Linked DNA regions of Gossypium hirsutum: region 2 is linked to region 1. A link is a contact called in public Hi-C data. All regions are on one chromosome and are shown on one strand. The core of a region is the stretch at or near the end of the contact, and the rest is flanking DNA. Distances in the headings are between cores, read along the strand shown. Region 1 holds the start of LOC107924798. Region 2 holds the start of LOC107895302 (transcription factor MYB108).

Evidence for each region. Hi-C and Micro-C count contacts between places; a contact is called where the count stands out from the background.
Region 2: a contact with region 1 is called in a Hi-C map of leaf, with 2.4 times the contacts expected there. The contact joins the promoter of LOC107895302 here to the promoter of LOC107924798 in region 1. A contact is called at or near these places in 8 of 34 Hi-C or Micro-C datasets (hypocotyl, leaf, petal and 1 more).

What each region holds. Positions count from the first base shown.
Region 1 is chrA11:11,361,120-11,365,184 of Gossypium_hirsutum_v2.1, forward strand. LOC107924798 reads left to right here and starts at 1,838. Exons shown (of 7, transcript XR_001691854.2): 1 at 1,838-2,202; 2 at 2,303-2,402; 3 at 2,525-2,620; 4 at 2,727-2,779; 5 at 3,525-3,640; 6 at 3,950-3,997. It overlaps LOC107923633 (a long non-coding RNA gene), which reads left to right. Exons shown (of 4, transcript XR_001691587.2): 3 at 58-161; 4 at 243-392.
Region 2 is chrA11:11,547,645-11,551,709 of Gossypium_hirsutum_v2.1, forward strand. LOC107895302 (transcription factor MYB108) reads left to right here and starts at 1,702. Exons shown (of 3, transcript XM_016820610.2): 1 at 1,702-2,196; 2 at 2,297-2,426; 3 at 2,509-3,432. The coding sequence starts at 2,037. The coding sequence ends at 3,100.

The DNA of each region.
Region 1 (4,065 bases), core at 588-3,087:
AATTTTAACAATTAAAAAAAATTCTAAATTCACATCTGCCAACAACTCTGCTAACAGGAAAAATCTGAAGGAATTTAGGCTTGAGTGGTTCTTGGAAGGTTGAAATCAATACCCATGACTTACACTACCTCCGATTTGATGTAGAGAAAAGAAGTCGCCATGTAATTATTCTTCCATCGCCAATTCTTGCTATTATACTTTGGGTCGTTTAGTAAAAAAATTTAGCTCTTTGTTTTTCCCAGTACACTCCAAGCTTGATACCAGGGAAAAGGTGGATCGTTTGGTCTCTACATTTTGAAGTATTCCTACTTTGTTGCCAAGCCAAAGCAATTGAAAGACATTGTGTAAACATTACTTCTATTGATTATATTGCTCTACTTTTATAATGGTTATTTTTTTCTTTGTTTTTTAAAAAATATTTTTCAAATTTGATATGGTATATTTAAGTAAGTAAAAATTAATTTTGAAATTTTGAAATAAAATTGGTTGGTATATTTTAAGCTTTAATATTTTTTTTTTAAATTTTACATTTTAAAAGTAAAATTAAATATATTAAAAGTATTTGAAGGTTAAATAAAAAGATGGGGTTTTGAAACCTTAAATAATTTGATAATTTAAAACGTAAACTTTTCAATTATAATCTAAAAAGCACAATTTAAGGATAATGAAAACTTCTAGAAATTATCTTTAATTAACTCTAAAATTTAAATAGAGAAAACATAGATACGCTACTTTTTGTTATATATATACATGGGTAAATTTTAAAATTATATATCAACTTTGATTTATATATAATTTGATATATGAACTTTGATCTAGTGCAATTGTACACATAAAACTTTTATTGTGGTTTAAATGTATATATGATACATTAACTTTGATTCAATCATATACATTTAAATAAGTACAATAATTTATTTTTATATTAGATAAATATAATTATACGTGTATACAATATACAAACATAAAATGATATTATATCAATAATTGTGTTAATAATTTGTGAGAATTTGATTAAATAAATGCTTCATGTATAAAATTACGTAAAATCAAAGTTTATGTATAAAATTACACATTAAACCAAAATTCATATTTAATTTTAATATTTATCTCATATATAATTATTTTTAACCAACTCTATAAATTAAATAAAAAATATTATTTTTAGAACATTTAAAACAATATTTATAAATTGTTTTTAAAAAAATATTAAAATAGTAATTAAAAAGCACCTAGAAATAATATTATTGAAAATAGTATATGTAAAATAATATTTAAAATATTTTTTTTAGATATAAAAATTTTAAAACCATAAAAACGGAAAAAATACATATCTAAAATAAAATTTAAAAATTTTGGGAACAATTTACATTTTTGGTTATAATTATACTTATTATAAAAATTTAATATAAATTAATTTTTGCATCGTTCTTAAAATCTGTTAAAAAATGAAGTGTGAATTAAAATCTCTATTTTTAAAATTATATTTTAAATTTTTTTAAAGTATGTTAAAAGTATAAAATCTGTTAGTAATTAGTAAATGTATTTTCACTAAAAAATACCGTACAAATATTTTATTAAATAGTTAACAAATTTAAGAAGAGAGACTAAAATGGAATGAAATTAGGATTTGTCCCAGCCCATTCAACGAGATGGGGGCCTTAAATAAAACCTTATAAACGGTCTAAGGCCCAAAACCAGTAAAACTCGCGCTTACCAAACCAATCATACTGTTGGGCCTCATTTCTCGGTTTCTTTCCTTTCCGTACACGCATGGCAAAGGTTATTGGTCCGTTTTGCTAAATAAGTCCCGCACCGTCACTCCAGCATTCCATCATTATTACAGGAAAAGAACAAAAAAAAGGGTGCTGCGCTGGCGGATCTTGTGGAATTTGGCGTCCAGTCGCCTTATATCTTTCCTTGTATTTCCCTTTGTACATTTTGTTTTGTGCTACCAGTAAGTTTGTAAGAGATGTCTTCTTCACTTGCAATTTCCTCAAGCTCCCTTAGGCTCACCCATGTCTTCCCAACTAATGGAAATGCAATCCTCTTTAACGCCATATCCAGTTGCAGAATCTCCTCTTTGAAGTCACCGTCTTTGAACAGTATCTTCATTAGAATCCCATACGGGTCCTTCAAGAAGGCCTCTTTTTTCACTTCCTCCAGGCCCTTTTCTCCTGTCATGGAATGGCAGGATTGCACGTAAGTTTTGGCATCCTCCCTTCCCTTCTCTTCTTTCTATTCACTAGAACATACTCGTTGACTAATTTTTTTTTTGTGTGTGTGTGTAAAATGGGTTCAGGGCAAAGATGGAAATTGATGTACCTGCATCGGTCGCTTACAAATGTTACTCTGATCGTGAAGCAATTCCCAATTGGATGCCATTCATTTCATCTGTCCAGGTTATTGTGTATATTGCTAATGTGTTGCAGGGGTCACTCCGTATTCTATTCTTAAAATGTTGTGGCAGACAGTGATAATTTCATTGGAAACTTCGATTTTTGATTCTTTGTGTTCTAATCAGGTATTGGAAGACAAGCCTGATTTGTCACGGTGGTCGTTGAAATATAAGGCATTTGGTCGTGATATTGAATACTCCTGGCTTGCTAGAAATATGCAAGTAAGGAACCTGTTTGACCTCGCTCCTTTTCGCCCTCTTTTTGCTTATTCAATCGATAAGTTCTTGTATGAATTTCATTTCAACTGATCTTTATTTTCTTGTGCAGCCCATCCCAAATCAGAAAATTCACTGGAGATCTCTGGAAGGTCTTCCTAACAGGCAAGCAAAAAAACAACCCAGTATTAGGAATTCCATTGACTCCTTGAATAAACCAAATTTTTCATTTTTCTTTTAGTTCAGTTTATGAGTTTGCCTTTTTATTGTTTTGTCGACACCGAAGCTCTATAAATTAATCCCATTGGGAAACTCTTGCACGCCGTTAAGGCAATACTGCAAAATTGGGTGCTGACTTGGGACTTTGTAGCATCGCCAAAACAATTTATTCGTTTGCCAGGTGCTGCCTATTCCCGAAATATGATGAAAATGACAAAATGAAAGCATGAAAGATGATAACTACCCCCTCCCCCAAAATGAATGCTATGAAAGATGATCTTTGGAACCATTGAAGAAAGGCTTTAGATTATTGTTATCATAAATGAGAAGCCTTCTAGATGAGTCATAAAATTATATTACTTGAGCATTTCCTTTTCAGTTTCTGCCTGCTATTCGTTCAAGTATGATCTGAAGCACAAGTAATCAAAGCTCTTTCATACACTTAAGCTTTGCCACTTATTGATTATCTATTAGCACATTCACTGAAAACATTTATCTGTTTTGTGCATAACATGATTACGTGGAGTGTTGTTTGTGCTTGACCCTGAAATTCCTTTGGTTTCATTTCATGCAATGAAAAAAATTAGATAATATCTTTGTTTCCACTTTATTGCATTCCTTTAAACCTCTCTTTTTGACATTTGCCTCAACTTGACGATAGAATCTTAACAACCTGATTTTTACATGGTAGGGGTGCTGTTCGATTTTATCCAAAAGGGCCTTCATCATGTCTAATAGAAGTGAGACTGCTCTATACAATACTTTGAGTTGATGCTTTTCTGGTTTATTGCTATTGTTTCCTCGAAAGTAATGAACCACTTTATATCAAAATTTCTTCCTTATACCAGTAGTTGATTAATCTATCAGCATATATGCAAGTTGCCTGACCAATATGATATATAGCCATAGTCACTTCTAAAACAGAGACTTTTCTTGTCTTTAAATAATGTCAGGACGAAATATTGTTGGCTGGAAATTTGAATCTTAAATGACAAAATGTTCCCAAAGTTTTGTGCTACATCTCTTGCATCAGGGAAGCCATAGGGTAGAGAGCAAATGAGTTTTTATTGGATGTTACTTGGAGTTTTGCTTACTTGTTGCAATTTTCCTTTCCAGCTGACAGTTTCATATGAAGTTCCTCAACTTTTGGCTCCGGTGGCATCTGTAAGTATTCTTTCCATGAAAAACATGTCGTCGAGGCGAACACCTAGAATTTCTTACCTTGGGAAAGA
Region 2 (4,065 bases), core at 452-2,951, 190 kb after region 1:
CGACCAATATCTCATGATGGTATGATAACACCTTCAAAGTTCAAACTACTTTACGTGTGAAGAATTGAGAAAAGTTACTGTAGATTTGGAATGGTTGAACGAAAATGATGGGTGGCAAAAACTAGAAGAACCAACCCCATCATCCATTTATCAACGTAATTTGTGGGTTTTTTTTGGGGGGTCAAAAACAATATTTCATTTTCAGTTTCAGTTTGAAAATGATACTTGCATGTATAAAACTTGATAATTTAAGAGAAAATTGTGGGGTTTTTTTTGTTTTTTCTGTCAGCACACCATTTGCAGGAAAAAAAAGTATACATTTTGCACCAATCTGGCTGATCCGTTTCAGCTTTCAGTTTATCAGTGGAAAACAGTTTATACAAGTCACAATCCTTTACCAGCTACCAATTTGACTTCCCTTTGCTCTATCACCCTAAAATTCTTCCTACTACCCTAGCTCACCTAACTCATTTTTGTTTTAGGATTACTGGTTACAGAAGCAAACAAAATTTCGTTTGCAAGGCCTTTTGTCATATAAGTAGGATACAAAATCCTGTGTGTTTCAATTTCCGAAGAGGCTGATCAATTGACACTTAGTTTGCTTAGTAAGAAAAAAAGAAAAAAAAATGAAAAGATTGTAATTTGAGATAGAAAAAAGAATAAAAATAATTTCTTTTTCATTCAATGCTCGATTAAGTTGATAAAGAAAGAAGAGAAAAAAGAAAGAAAATGGATGCAATTATTCTTCCAACACACCGTTTAATAGTTAATACCCATGCTATGTTAAGTTTCATGTTTATGGAATCAACAACGGCATTCCCAATCCACGCAAGTCTCAATCAGACAGTTTCTTTTATCCTGTTAAGCACTTGGGTTGAGAAAAGGAGAGTAAAACTCTAGCTTAATTCAATTGGAAGAGGATGGATGTTTGAAATGTGAGATGTTACTACTCCAGTACGGAGTTGTCAAACAAATAAAGATGAGGTGCATTGTCGTCTTAACTGTGGCAGAAACAGACTTCCCACTCCATGTTGCAAAGGCCTGCTATTCTTCTCACCAATCCCAGTCTGCTCCTTCTGGCATCCATGGAGTTAACCACGTTAATAACTTGGATATTGTCACTCTCAACCATTACTTTGCGTTGGCCTCAATCCCCTGTAAATCTTTGCCCATCATATATTTTTTCATTTAATATTAATTATTATTTAAAATAAATTTATTTTAATATATGTTACTAATCAATATAAATATAATATTAGGATAAATTTATTTTATATTAAATATAAATATAATTTTTAATATTTTTTATATATAATGATTTTAATATAATATCGCTAATAATTATTTTTACGATTAAATTTAAACACATATCAAGTGATTTGTCCCTAAAATAATTAATTTCACTACTTCCTTTATTTTTAATTTTTCATTCAATTCAACCGTTAAACTAAACAGACCAAATAGAATTAGACGTGATTGCAGTAATACTTGGCCCTTCAAAAAGGTGTAAGCAAAGTCGTCTCATCATCTCACATGTTGCAAACCATATCAGAAGAAAACAATAGACATATGCGTAATAATAAACAAAGACAACTTGTCCCTATAAGAAGACCCTTTTTCTTTTTATCTATTTGCCATTAGACTGTCTCTTTGGTCTTCACAATTCATACTCGTATGATTTGTCCAATTGTGCTCCTGAAACAGATATGAAAAGTCAGACGGTCAAATGCCAAAATAAAAAATAATAAAAAATCACAAATGGGTCCAATAAAATAGTAGTATTCTGCTATTAACTTAATCAGTTTGATTACTATGATTAATCTCGTGGATCGTCAAACATGACCTTTTTCTTGTTTATTAGGAGAAAAAAAATTATTGTTTAGTTTCAGTCTAAACCCATGTTGGCCGCTGTCTATATAATCATCCTCCTATCTAATATACTCGTAAGCTATCTTCATCACAAATTCATTTCTCAAATCAGCTTAGAGGTTTATCCTTGCCTCTCCGACTGTAATTAACCTGTTTTAAGTTGAGAAATGGATGTTTACAAGAGAGGTTTCATATCTGAAACTTCAAGAAATGAAGAAGAGATGGAGCTAAGGAAAGGTCCATGGACTGAAGAAGAGGACTCCATGCTTAAGGCGCATGTCAATATCCACGGCGAAGGTCGCTGGAACGCTGTTGCTCGCTTATCAGGTTAATATATATAGCGTAGTTTCTTTCCCTGGTTATTGAAACAAATTTGGTTTTAGCTTTTATTCGTAATTTCTCAGAGTATGAAATGAAATGTGCGCAGGATTGAGAAGAACCGGAAAAAGCTGCAGATTGAGATGGCTGAACTATATGCGACCAGAAATCAAACGAGGAAACATCAGCCTCGAAGAGCAGCTATTGATTCTTGAACTCCATTCTCGCTGGGGCAACAGGTTTTTTGCTGGCTTTCCTCCTTCCTGCAATTCAATAAACATAAGAATGATCTTAGGCTAATCTTCTTTTGAAACTGTGAAGGTGGTCGAAAATTGCACAACACTTGCCTGGAAGAACAGACAATGAAATAAAGAATTATTGGAGAACAAGAGTCCAGAAGCAGGCCAAGCAGCTTAACTGTGACGTTAATAGCAAACAATTCAAGGACGCCATGCGTTACGTTTGGATCCCCCGTTTAGTTGAACGGATCCGTGCTTCATCCGAGTCTCCCTCGAGTCAACCTTCTACCACCACCAAAACCACCTACAATGATTGTATCAGCAACATAAGCAGCAGTCAAATGAGCTACGCAAATGCGAGTGGGTCGGTCCAGGTTGACCCAAGTCTTCTGCCCGAATTATCAGGCACGTCATCAGACTCCCTTGACACCCAAGTCTCTTCCGTTTCGGACCTGACCGATTGTTACAATCCACAGAGCCTTTCAAACTACTTACACAAGGGGTTAGGTTTGGAAAAGGAGGGAGCGGCCACATGGGGCAGAGATGAAGAATTCCAGGCGACAGAGGAGCATGGCAATGGTTTGTTGGTTGGTGGTGGGGAGTCATCGATGGACACTGTGTGGAATGAAGAGAATGTTTGGTTTTTACAGCAGCAGCTTCGTGATGGGATCTAACCACATGAATTCGCTAGCGTGACGCTTCCACTTTTTCTATTTTAAACCATTGTCCCCATACTGTTATACGATGATGGAGAATATGAAAAACACAAGTTTCGACTAACATCGCCAAATGCGACTGCTTTTAGAATGTAAATGATTCACGCAACATTGTCAGGGTTTATATGTAGCATTAATTATTAGTGTGCTCTGAAGAAATATCCTTTGCCCTGCTCAAATATACTCTGTTTTTTCTTTTTATCATTAATCGAGCATTCATAGTTTAATTTTTATTGAAAACAAATTTTACTAGTGTTACGCAATTTGTCAATGGAAAATATCTTAAGATATGATGGTAGTATTTGTAAATACGTATATTATTATATATTTAAAAAATAAATTAAAAAATTAGATAAAAACACTCTTAAAATAACAATAATAGTATTTGAGTAATATGGCAGTTTAATTTTTTCGAAAAAGAGTGCTAAATAATCTAATTGCTATTATAGGCAGATGAATTGGAATTAGTTGTATGAAAACTTGAAAAAATCTTTAGAAACTTGATAATAATTAAAGAAGAGAATTGCATAGGTGGTGGCACTTACACCACAACTTTGTGGAATATCCTGGAAGTACAATACATATATATCATGTATATATGCTTGTTTTCTTGTTTTGTCTCTATTGTAATATACCAAAGCAAATGCATGGTTTGACAGTTTGGGTGAGAATGTGGGATGAAAACTCTCCCTCCCCAACATTGTCTGTGGAGACACATCCCATGGATCCTTCTTTTCTTTTGGCACATTTTCTTAATGTTTATCCAAGCAAAGAATTAGATCTCGTGACTGTTGCTGCAACTTGGAGATTCTAGAAGAGGCACCTTTATCATTGGTTTGTTTAATTTAAAATTGGAATAAAAAAGAAGAGGGGCCTAAATATTCCTGTGCTGTGCTGCCTTCCTCAGAAGGGAAAAAAGGGTT